Linked DNA regions of Mus musculus: regions 1 and 3 are each linked to region 2. Evidence: chromatin contacts called from public Hi-C and promoter capture Hi-C data. All regions are on one chromosome and are shown on one strand. The core of a region is the stretch at or near the end of the contact, and the rest is flanking DNA. Distances in the headings are between cores, read along the strand shown.

Region 1 (3,206 bases), core at 454-2,953, 130 kb before region 2:
TGTTTGTTTTGACTTATATGTTTTGAGCCTGGGTCTGCTGAAGCCAAGGCTGAGCTGAAACTCACTATGTAACCAACCAAAATTGACATTGGACTTCTGACCCTCTTGCCTCCTATTCCTAAGTGCCAAGTTGGAAGGCACATACTACCACACACAACCTATGTGGTGCAGGAGATGGAACCTAGAGCTCTGTGTATATGAAACAAACACTCTACCAAGCTAGCTATATGTTCAGTTCCCTTGATAGGTTTTAGTGGGAAGAATGTTAATCTCCACCTGTTAGTTGTACTGGCTGGTTTTGTGTATCAACTTGACACAGGCTGGAGTTATCACAGAGAAAGAAGCGTCAGTTGGGGAAGTGCCTCCATGAGATCCAGCTGTGGGGCATTTTCTCAATTAGTGATCAAGTGGGGAGGGCCCATTGTGGGTGGTGCCATCCCTGGGATGGTAGTCTTGGGTTCTATAAGAAAGCAAGTTGAGCATGCCAGGGGAAGCAAGCCAATAAATATCATCCCTCCATGGCCCCTGCATCAGCTCCTGCTTCCTGACCTGCTTGAGTTCCAGTCCTGACTTCCTTTGGGGATGAGCAGCAGTGTGGAAGTGTAAGCCGAATAAACCCTTTCCTCCCCAACTTGCTTCTTGGTCGTGATGTTTGTGCAGGAATAGAAACCCTGACTAAGACAGTGGCAATATGTAAAGTGTTTGTTGCAGTTTTACTCTTAATCCAACTAACTCCTAAATAATTGAGATCGGACTATTATATTGATTTAACAAGCTTTAAGGGCAAAACAATTGAGCAGTACCAGTCTATTATAATCCTCTAAATTAATCCGGCTATGCCCCAGTTATACTTGCATTTTAGTACTGATCTGCTCCCTGGGCTCCAGGTCTTTCTGCATGTCTCCTGGACTGTCTCCTCGTGGTGAACCCCCACTTCCTTTCTCTGTCTCCCTGTCCCTAGCTGGGAGGAAGTCCAGTCCTATTTTCTCCCCGACTCAGTCATTGACTGATCAGCTTCTTTATTGACCAATCAGGGAATAATTGGGTAGCAATGTTTTGCAACCTGATATGGGGGCACAGAAATCAGCATTTGAACAATACAATGACAATCTTTACACACTGCACAGTAACATTATGTCTATATAAACCCCTCTATAGCAACTAGCCATTCAGTCTTTGCTACCACTACTGAATCTCTGGCTGTGAGATACTCGAGGGGCCTGAGATCCATCTCCTAATTGGACAGTGGAGCTTTGGGAACAAGCCTCGGGTCATTGTGCAGAGAGGGTGGGCAGCCAGGACAAGCTGCTAAAGGAAGGAGGGATGCTTCCCAGCCTGTACCTCCCAGTTCCCCTTCTTCCCTATGCCCTAGAACCATCCCCAACTCCACCAATATCATCAGCCTCAGGGGAAGCTCTGGGGGCTCTGGAGGGAGCAAATGCATTTTCACTGGGCAAAAAATGTCACTCAAAGGCCAAGGTTAGTAGAGAAGGAGGAGAGGTGGTCAGGCCCTGAACTGGTGAATGTGGGAGAGGCCATCTTTGGTCTCAGGAGTAGGTCTGGGTGGTAAGTAGCTGATACTCAAGGGTCCTGACAGTGCCTGGGTCTGAAGCTCTTCCTCCTGAGGCAGCCACTTTCCTGGCCTCACCCCTGCTTCCGCTGGGGCTTCCTCAGGGCCTTGCATCTCTTAGTTCCTCAAAGCAGAGCCTGGAGAGACAGTTTTAGCTGGACATGCTGCTGTTGCTGCTGCTGCTGCTGCTCTGGGGGATAAAGGGTGTGGAGGGTCAGAACCCCCAAGAGGTTTTCACCCTGAATGTGGAAAGGAAGGTGGTGGTGCAGGAGGGCCTGTGTGTCCTTGTGCCCTGTAACTTCTCCTATCTCAAGAAGAGGTTGACTGACTGGACTGACTCAGACCCAGTTCATGGATTCTGGTACAGGGAAGGAACCGACAGACGCAAAGATTCCATCGTGGCCACAAATAACCCAATTCGTAAAGCAGTGAAGGAAACCCGGAATCGATTCTTCCTGCTCGGAGACCCTTGGAGGAATGACTGCTCCCTGAACATCAGAGAGATCAGAAAGAAGGATGCGGGGTTATACTTCTTTCGCCTGGAGCGTGGAAAAACAAAGTATAATTACATGTGGGACAAGATGACTCTGGTTGTAACAGGTCAGACATGGTCTGCAAAGATGCCATGGGTTGGGAGCAGTGTACGAGATCATGCCTCAGGGCAGGGCTGGGATAGAACTCTGTCCTGGGAGCAGCTGGGTTTGAGCATCAGGGCTCAGGGGAGGAGCTGGATCAGAGCCGGGGCTTCCTCTGAAGCTGCACCTGATCCCATCCTGATGCTCCATTTCTCCCCTTTCCTCACCAGCCCTCACTAACACCCCCCAAATTCTTCTCCCGGAGACGCTTGAAGCTGGCCATCCCAGCAACCTGACCTGCTCTGTGCCTTGGGACTGTGGGTGGACGGCACCTCCCATCTTCTCCTGGACTGGTACCTCTGTGTCATTTTTGAGCACCAACACTACGGGTTCCTCAGTGCTAACCATCACCCCTCAGCCTCAGGACCATGGCACCAACCTCACTTGTCAGGTGACCCTGCCTGGAACTAATGTGTCCACAAGAATGACCATCCGTCTCAACGTGTCATGTGAGGCTGGGCTGGGATGCCTGTTTTTCTAGTACAAAGTGGTCCCCCAGGTGGGGTCAGGGTCTGGCCACTAGGTCCTAAAATCCTGATAAGGGTGCTTGTCAGGATGACGGCCCCCTGCCATACCCACCTAGGCACCTGCTGGGGACAGAGGGTGGTTGATGAGTTCACTGTGTCATTCTCTCTTAGATGCTCCAAAGAATCTGACTGTGACCATCTATCAAGGAGCTGACTCAGGTAGGTACCATCCTGGGTGGGGGATATAGCATCTCTTCTGTTCAGGAAGGCTGATTCTGCCTCACACTGGGCTCACCCTGGAGACAAGAGGTTCCTTGTTGGGAAACCACTGGATCAACTCCCCTGAAACTCCTAGGAGTTTGCACCGATCAATATCAACCCCACACTTTCCCAGATGTGCAATGCCCCTTGACCACCACAGGTACAGAGTGACAAGCATACAGCAGAGCCACACCGTCCAGGACCTTCTCCCCATTTATGGATCTACCTGCATTTCCCCAGTAGCTATGCTCTGAGTTCTTGTGCAAAGAGACA
Region 2 (3,195 bases), core at 317-2,816:
TTGAGCAAGGCCATCATAGTTTACATTGCTCTCAGTACCACTCTTGTCCCTGCTGCTACCAGTATGGCCCACTAAACCCCATTAAATTGTTCAACTGCCTTTCTAGTAACATCCTGAAGTCCACATTCCACCAACAAGCAGTATGGTCAGACCTGTCACACCAATACCTGATTCTTAGTACCAACTTTTGTCCTAGCCAGTGTTCTATTGCTGTGAAGAGACGCCATGACCATGGCAACTCTTATAAAAGAAAGCATTTAATTGGGACGTTCTTACCATTTCAAAGGTTTAGTCCATTTTTTTTTATCATAGTGTGAAGCATGCAAGTAGACATGGCACTGGAGAAGTAGCTGAGAGTTCTACATCCAGACCCACAGTCAGCAGGAAAAGAGAGTGACCCTAGGCCTGGCTTGAGCGTTTGAAACCTCAAAGTCCACCTCCAGTGACACACTTCCTCCAACAAGGCCACACCTCCTAATCCCTCTCAACTAGTGCCACCTCCTGATGGCCAAGTATTCAAATATATGAGACTACACAGAGGGGGGGGCATTCTTATTCAAACAACCACACTTATGGTATTTTACCACAGAGACAGAAACCGTAAAACAGGGACTATAATCTCTCTGCTTAACAATGAGCCACAGAAGGAACACAGACAAGGACATCTGCCTCTGAAACCCTAAATAATTCTCTCCAGTGTCTTCTGGATGTTTTCTCCACTTGCTGGTCTGTATAACCCGCTCTGTGTGGTCCACACCAGGGACAACTGAGGAAAGAAAGTAAGTACATTAGGAAGGTCAAGCTGGGGGGGCCACATTTTACAAAGCCAATGGAATTTGTTCCTCCCATTCTATCCACTTATTCCTGAAAACCCACTTGCTAGATACACAGGGTAGTCAAAGTTCCAACCAGTTCCTTTATCCCTCCCTAGGGCAGCTAGAGTCTTAGTTAATTCCATATAGAACTTCTTAGTCTTTCCTTACAGTTTTCCAGCAAAGAGGAACCTCTCATGATGTGCTTCTGCCACATACTCATTCATTTATTCATTCCTTCATTCATTTATTCATTCCCTCATACTTCACCCTACAGGAATTCACCCCCCTCATTTCTTTGTAGGGTCCCTGGATCAAGAGCCAAGATTCCAGCTGGTGGTGCCCGAGTCGGTGACAGTTGAGGAAGGCCTGTGTGTCCATGTGCCCTGAAGTACCTTGTTCCTTATTCCTCAAGGTTCCTCTGTTAACCCCTTGAGCCCTGCCTCTGCCAGACTGACTTTTGAGCACATTCAGAAGCTGTGGATTTTCAGACAGCATCTAATTTTCTGATGGTGACAGTGGAATGGGAGGAAGCCACAAAGAAGAGACGGGAGCCGGAGGTGGGTTCTTCTCAGTGAGTGTAGCCCAACATGTGGAAAGTGGAAGTGTTTAATCTTCAAGTTCTGTGACAGCTCCAATAGCATATGTGTGGAAAGTTCCTTCTCTGTGGTCAATTACTCTCTGCCTGACTTTATTACTGGGGTTCCAGTGAGATTTCTTCTCAGTCCTGTGACACCATAGTCTTCGACTCTCACCCATGACAGGAAGCGTCAACCACCCAACCTTCCTTCCCCTTTTACTTGTAGGAACCTAGGACCATTCACTGTGCTATGCTGTGGCCACTGCCGCTGTTCTTGCTGTGTGCAGGTAAGTGTTGCGGGGGTGGGGGTCTTGAATAGCGGCTGGTGGGACAGAACCAAGATACCTCTCATTTCTTTGCAGGCTCCCTGGCTCAGGATTTAGAATTCCAGCTGGTGGCGCCCGAGTCAGTGACAGTCGAGGAGGGCCTATGTGTCCATGTGCCCTGCAGTGTTTTCTACCCCTCCATTAAGCTCACTTTAGGACCTGTGACCGGCTCCTGGCTCCGGAAAGGGGTCAGTCTCCATGAAGACTCTCCAGTGGCCACAAGTGACCCCAGACAACTAGTGCAGAAGGCAACACAGGGCAGATTCCAACTCCTTGGGGACCCACAGAAACATGACTGTTCCCTGTTCATCAGAGATGCACAGAAAAATGACACAGGAATGTACTTCTTCAGAGTGGTCAGAGAACCTTTTGTGAGATATTCTTACAAAAAAAGCCAGCTGTCACTGCATGTGACCTGTAAGCAATGAAGTCACCTGATAGTATCTTAAGAGGCCACAAGGCCCAGTGTGTGTGTGTGTGTGTGTGTGTGTGTGTGTGTGTGTGTGTGTGTGTGTGTGTGTTGGAAGACTTGTACCTCATCCTTGGTAGATCCCTCACACAGATGCTGGGCTGTGTGAAGGAAGATGGTTGTCCTGAGGGAGAGTCTGCTGTCCAGGGAGTTTTTGAGTATCTACAATTGCTTATATCTCTGCCTTTCTGTCTGTGTGTCTGTGTGTCTGTCTCTTTCCCTTCTTCCCTCAGCTCTATCACGGACTCCTGACATTATAATCCCGGGGACCCTGGAGGCTGGCTATCCTAGCAATCTCACCTGCTCTGTGCCCTGGGCTTGTGAGCAGGGGACACCCCCTACTTTCTCCTGGATGTCAACTGCCCTCACCTCCTTGAGTTCCCGAACCACAGACTCCTCCGTGCTGACGTTCACACCTCAGCCTCAGGACCATGGTACCAAACTCACCTGCTTGGTGACCTTCTCTGGAGCAGGTGTCACTGTGGAAAGGACCATCCAGCTCAATGTTACCCGTGAGTGTTGCGTCAGGAAACAAGGCTCTGAGTTTAAGGCAGGGGTTCATGGTAGCTGTGTCTTGATGGCCTGACTATTTGTGAGTCCTGGAAACACACAGGCCCAGTCTTTCTGACTATGATGTCTTGACTAGTTATGGGAACTCCTGTCTTGCCTTGTCCTCAGCTCAACTCAACATGCAAACTTTTTCTCTAAAACATCTGTACAGAATCCCTAGTTTCATGCACAGGTGGGGAGAGTTGTCATGGAGTGGGAGAGCAGGGACTCTTGAGCTTAGCCCACAGACCACCTCTCTTCACACCGGAGACACTCTTTGCTACAGAATCAGCGACCCCCTCCCCATCCACAGCCTACATTACACCTGAGCCCACAAACTCCTCAATCCTTTGGACCATTTCTGGACATGGACTTTTGGCTACTGCTCAAATACAGCTGGGTCCCATATCTGAATCTAACAGTTAATGATAAACAGGTCTTAAGGAAAGTGTGGAGAAA
Region 3 (3,430 bases), core at 667-3,166, 100 kb before region 2:
GTCAGAATTTGAGTCTTCAATGTCTCCCGTAGGCTCAAATTTTGAACACTTGGTCTTCTGCTAGTGGCACTATTTTGGGAGGCTGTGGCCTTTTGCAGACAAGGTCTTAGTGGTGGAAGCAGGCCACTAAACGGAAGCCTGCAGAGCTCATACCTAGCCTCTGGCTCCTACCCTGCTCTGTGTTCCTGTTATGTGCTATGTTGTGAACAGCCTCCACCCTACCTTGATGCTGCCACGAGCTGAACTGTTTCATCATGCCTCACTCCCACCCCAATCCACTAGAATGAACCATGAGCCAGCAAATCCTCCCTCTCCAGTTCCTGTCCAAAGTAACTCATACTGTAAATGAAGAAGTCCCAGTACAGCTGGCTCTAGAGCTGGCTTAGTGGTTAAGAGCACTCACTGCTCTGGCAGAGGACCTGGCTTTGGCCCCCAGCACCAGAGTGGGTGGCTTACAACAATTGTAACTCCAGCCCCGGGGTCTTTGGTGCCCTTTTCTGGCCCCCACAGGTACATGCATACATGTGGTGAACACAGATACACTCAAGCACACACATACATATACCTAGAATAAAATACATTGAGTTTCCAGTTGAGGACTGATTTCCCCCCAGTCCCAAGTCCTTGTCTTATCCACTCTCTTCTTATCTTCTCAGCCCCACCCACTTCCCTTTGCTACTGGCCTCCCCAATCCATCCTTCACACAATAGACATGTGCATCTCAATAAAACACAAGATGTGACCTTGCTTTCCTCAGTTCCGTAACCTTCTGTGTATGCTGGTCCCCATCTCCATACACAGATCTCTGCTCCACTCTCCCCATTTGCAGTCTACCTGAGAACTCATTTCTCCTTCATCCTTAGCTCTGATGTCTCCTGACCAGCCTGGGCCAGGTGTCTCTTCTGGGCTTCCTAGCATCGTAGGATCCCCTTACCCTAGCCTTGACTACTTAGACATTTAGTTTGAGGGCAGACCTGTGAGGTCCAGGCAGGCAGGGCTTGGCTGTGCCAGTTAACACTGGGTATATAGCTTTCATGACTATCTGGGGAATAAATGCAGGGAAGCCCCTCTCAGACTGTCTGGCACAGTCTGCAGATATGAATTCATTGAAGTGGATGTGGATAGGGTAGGACTTGCCACCACCTTAGACACAAACTGGTATCCCCTACTCTGTAATGCCTGAGGTTTGACTATGGGGGAGGTAAAGGTACCTGAGATCCCACTCCATACTGCAGGGCGAACACTGACATATTCAAGACCAGTATCTGTGCCTCCTAGCACATCACAGTAGCTGTGAGTATCAGGGAGCATAAAGAGTCCTGAAGAAGAAGGGGATTAGAAAGAGACCCAGGCTGGACAGGAAGAGAATCCAGATAGCTAGGGGAAGCCTAAGGAACACAAAGTGGTTGCAGGGAGGTAGGGGTCCAAGTTTACCACTTTACATGGCAGGTAGATGTGTGTGTGTGTGTGTGTGTGTGTGTGTGTGTGTGTGTGTGTGTGTGTGTGTGTGTTCTTGCTGTGGTTGTATGTATGCATATGTCTGAGTCTGTGTGTCTCATCTGTCTCTGTTTCTGTGTGTGTGTGTTCTTGCTGTGGTTGTGTGTATTATATGCATATGTCTGAGTCTGTGTGTCTCATCTGTCTATGTCTCTATGGGTGTGAGATATACCCTAGATGTATGTGCTCATGAGAGTCCTGGTGAGGGACCTGGCTCCAACCCTCTTCCTGCTGCTTCCATCATAAAGCTTCTGAGTTATGCCTCAACAGATCTGTTTCCTGCTCCTTCCGAGCTTCTCCCCTCCCCCCTAGGCTCAGAAAGCAGATTTTCTCCCCTCTTACCCACAAGGGTGAGCCACCTCCAGGGGCTAAAGCTAGGCCTAGAAAAGTCCATGGACTTCTTGGGTCCTCCAGAGCTCGGCAGGTTCTGCAATGTCCCTGCCCTGCCCTCCCCTCTTCGTGTGGCTCCTCCTAGAAAGGACTCTGCCCGGCAGTGAGGGCAGACCTACGGCTGCACGTCTTATCTTTATAGCTCTATGTCATCTTCCAGCTTTTGCTTATCTCATTTTTATACCTATTAATGTTTTTATGACTATGACACAAACAACACCAGCTTCTTGCTAGTTTTCAAAAACTGGGAAATACTAAAAAGCAGTTACAAAGACAAGAGCATCATGTGTCTTTTGGTTGTTTAATTTTTTTCCTCCAGTACTGGGGATTGAACACAGGACTTTGCATGCTAGGCAAAGGCTCTACCATTGAGCTATATTCCCAACCACAAACAGCATTTGTGTGTGTGTGTGTGACACACACGTGTAAGGTTAGAGGATATGAAGGAGTATGTGGGTCCTAGGGATTAAACTCAGGTCATCAGGTTTGGTGGCAAGGAGTTTGACAGCAAAAGACCATTACATTTTAACCTATGTCTCCTTTCCATTTTAGCTGGCATTCGTGTTCAGGGCTGTGATTAATCTTTTAATTGCTTTGTCTCGGTTTATGACTATGCTCTTTCTACAGAATAATTCCCCATGACACACTCCCTCATGTTCTTCACTGGGTCATTTTTAAAGACCTGTACTAACTCCATTCAAGTGAAACTTCATGAAGCCGCACACACACACGAGACACATCTGGCAATAAATCACTTTAGGATGGGTTTTCTCCCTTTAAAAGAAGGGAGCAGACAGTGCTCTCTCTGTGTGTCTAGTGGGGTTAAGTCCTAGGTGATTTTGACAATTTCCCAGGCTCCTCTACCCTCTTACTCTGTGATGCTCCTGTCTCCCACCTCCTGACCCAAGATGGCAGCTGATGCTTTGTCCCCGCATCACCGAGCAGGAAGTAGGAAGTCTCAGGAAGAACCCCCGAGTGAGGGACACTTTCTGACAGTGGCTCACAACACTTCTGCCTGTATCTCATGGCGGCACCCTTAACTGCAGGGAAAACTACTGGATGTAACTTACCTGTAGATGTCTGTCTCTACTGCCGAGCCACATGCACAGATTATGGAGACAGGATCTCCTATGATAGCCTTGTCTACCCTGAAACTTGTGAGTACCTTGTTTCTACTTCCTGGATTCGGGGATCACAGCTATGTGTTACCATCTCTAACTATATCTATAGTTTCTCATCAAAAGAACAAAAACACCACCATCCTCCCCAGGGCAAGGTCTTCCATTCAAACACTGATATCTGGAAATACTCTCATGGTCACACCCAGACATGTTTCATCCAAACACGTTCACACTGGCATACAGAGTTAACTGTTGCACTCAGGTGTCCCAAATTAGCTGAGCCAATCTCTTACCTACCATCATCAAACTCAAGGGCAGATGTTTACACTGCAGTGAATGAAGCAGAGCCACGACATTGCTCCTGTGGTGTGCAGAACCATGGACCAACAGACTCCTCTTCCTGGCTCATAAGAGAGCACCTT

Evidence for each region. Promoter capture Hi-C pulls out the DNA fragments that hold promoters and counts their contacts. A called contact is a pair of places that touch in the nucleus more often than the background predicts.
Region 1: a contact with region 2 is called in a Hi-C map of erythroblasts, with 4 times the contacts expected there. The contact joins the promoter of Siglece here to the promoter of Cd33 in region 2. A contact is called at or near these places in 15 of 39 promoter capture datasets (the C10 cell line, the HPC-7 cell line, HPC-7-derived erythroid cells and 11 more), 1 of 15 datasets of contacts at CTCF or cohesin (pro-B cells), 23 of 484 Hi-C or Micro-C datasets (B cells, ECoMG myeloid progenitors, ECoMG-derived neutrophils and 15 more), 13 of 115 datasets of contacts at active chromatin or transcription factors (the 230-238 cell line, the HPC-7 cell line, bone marrow-derived macrophages and 5 more) and 5 of 9 other capture datasets (adipose tissue, bone marrow-derived macrophages, liver and 2 more).
Region 3: a promoter capture Hi-C map of neutrophils shows a contact between it and region 2. The contact joins the promoter of Ceacam18 here to the promoter of Cd33 in region 2. A contact is called at or near these places in 8 of 39 promoter capture datasets (the HPC-7 cell line, cranial neural crest, hematopoietic stem and progenitor cells and 5 more), 1 of 15 datasets of contacts at CTCF or cohesin (the NIH/3T3 cell line), 4 of 484 Hi-C or Micro-C datasets (embryonic stem cells, granulocyte-monocyte progenitors, nephron progenitors and 1 more), 1 of 115 datasets of contacts at active chromatin or transcription factors (microglia) and 4 of 9 other capture datasets (adipose tissue, bone marrow-derived macrophages, liver and 1 more).

The regions. Positions count from the first base shown.
Region 1 is chr7:43,658,658-43,661,863 of GRCm38.p6, reverse strand. Siglece (sialic acid binding Ig-like lectin E) reads left to right here and starts at 1,703. Exons shown (of 7, transcript NM_031181.2): 1 at 1,703-2,170; 2 at 2,376-2,654; 3 at 2,844-2,891. The coding sequence starts at 1,732.
Region 2 is chr7:43,531,542-43,534,736 of GRCm38.p6, reverse strand. Cd33 (CD33 antigen) reads left to right here and starts at 1,566. Exons shown (of 6, transcript NM_021293.3): 1 at 1,566-1,679; 2 at 1,755-2,135; 3 at 2,421-2,699. The coding sequence starts at 1,643.
Region 3 is chr7:43,633,225-43,636,654 of GRCm38.p6, reverse strand. Ceacam18 (carcinoembryonic antigen-related cell adhesion molecule 18) reads right to left here and starts at 1,916. Exons shown (of 6, transcript NM_028236.1): 1 at 1,840-1,916. The coding sequence starts at 1,891.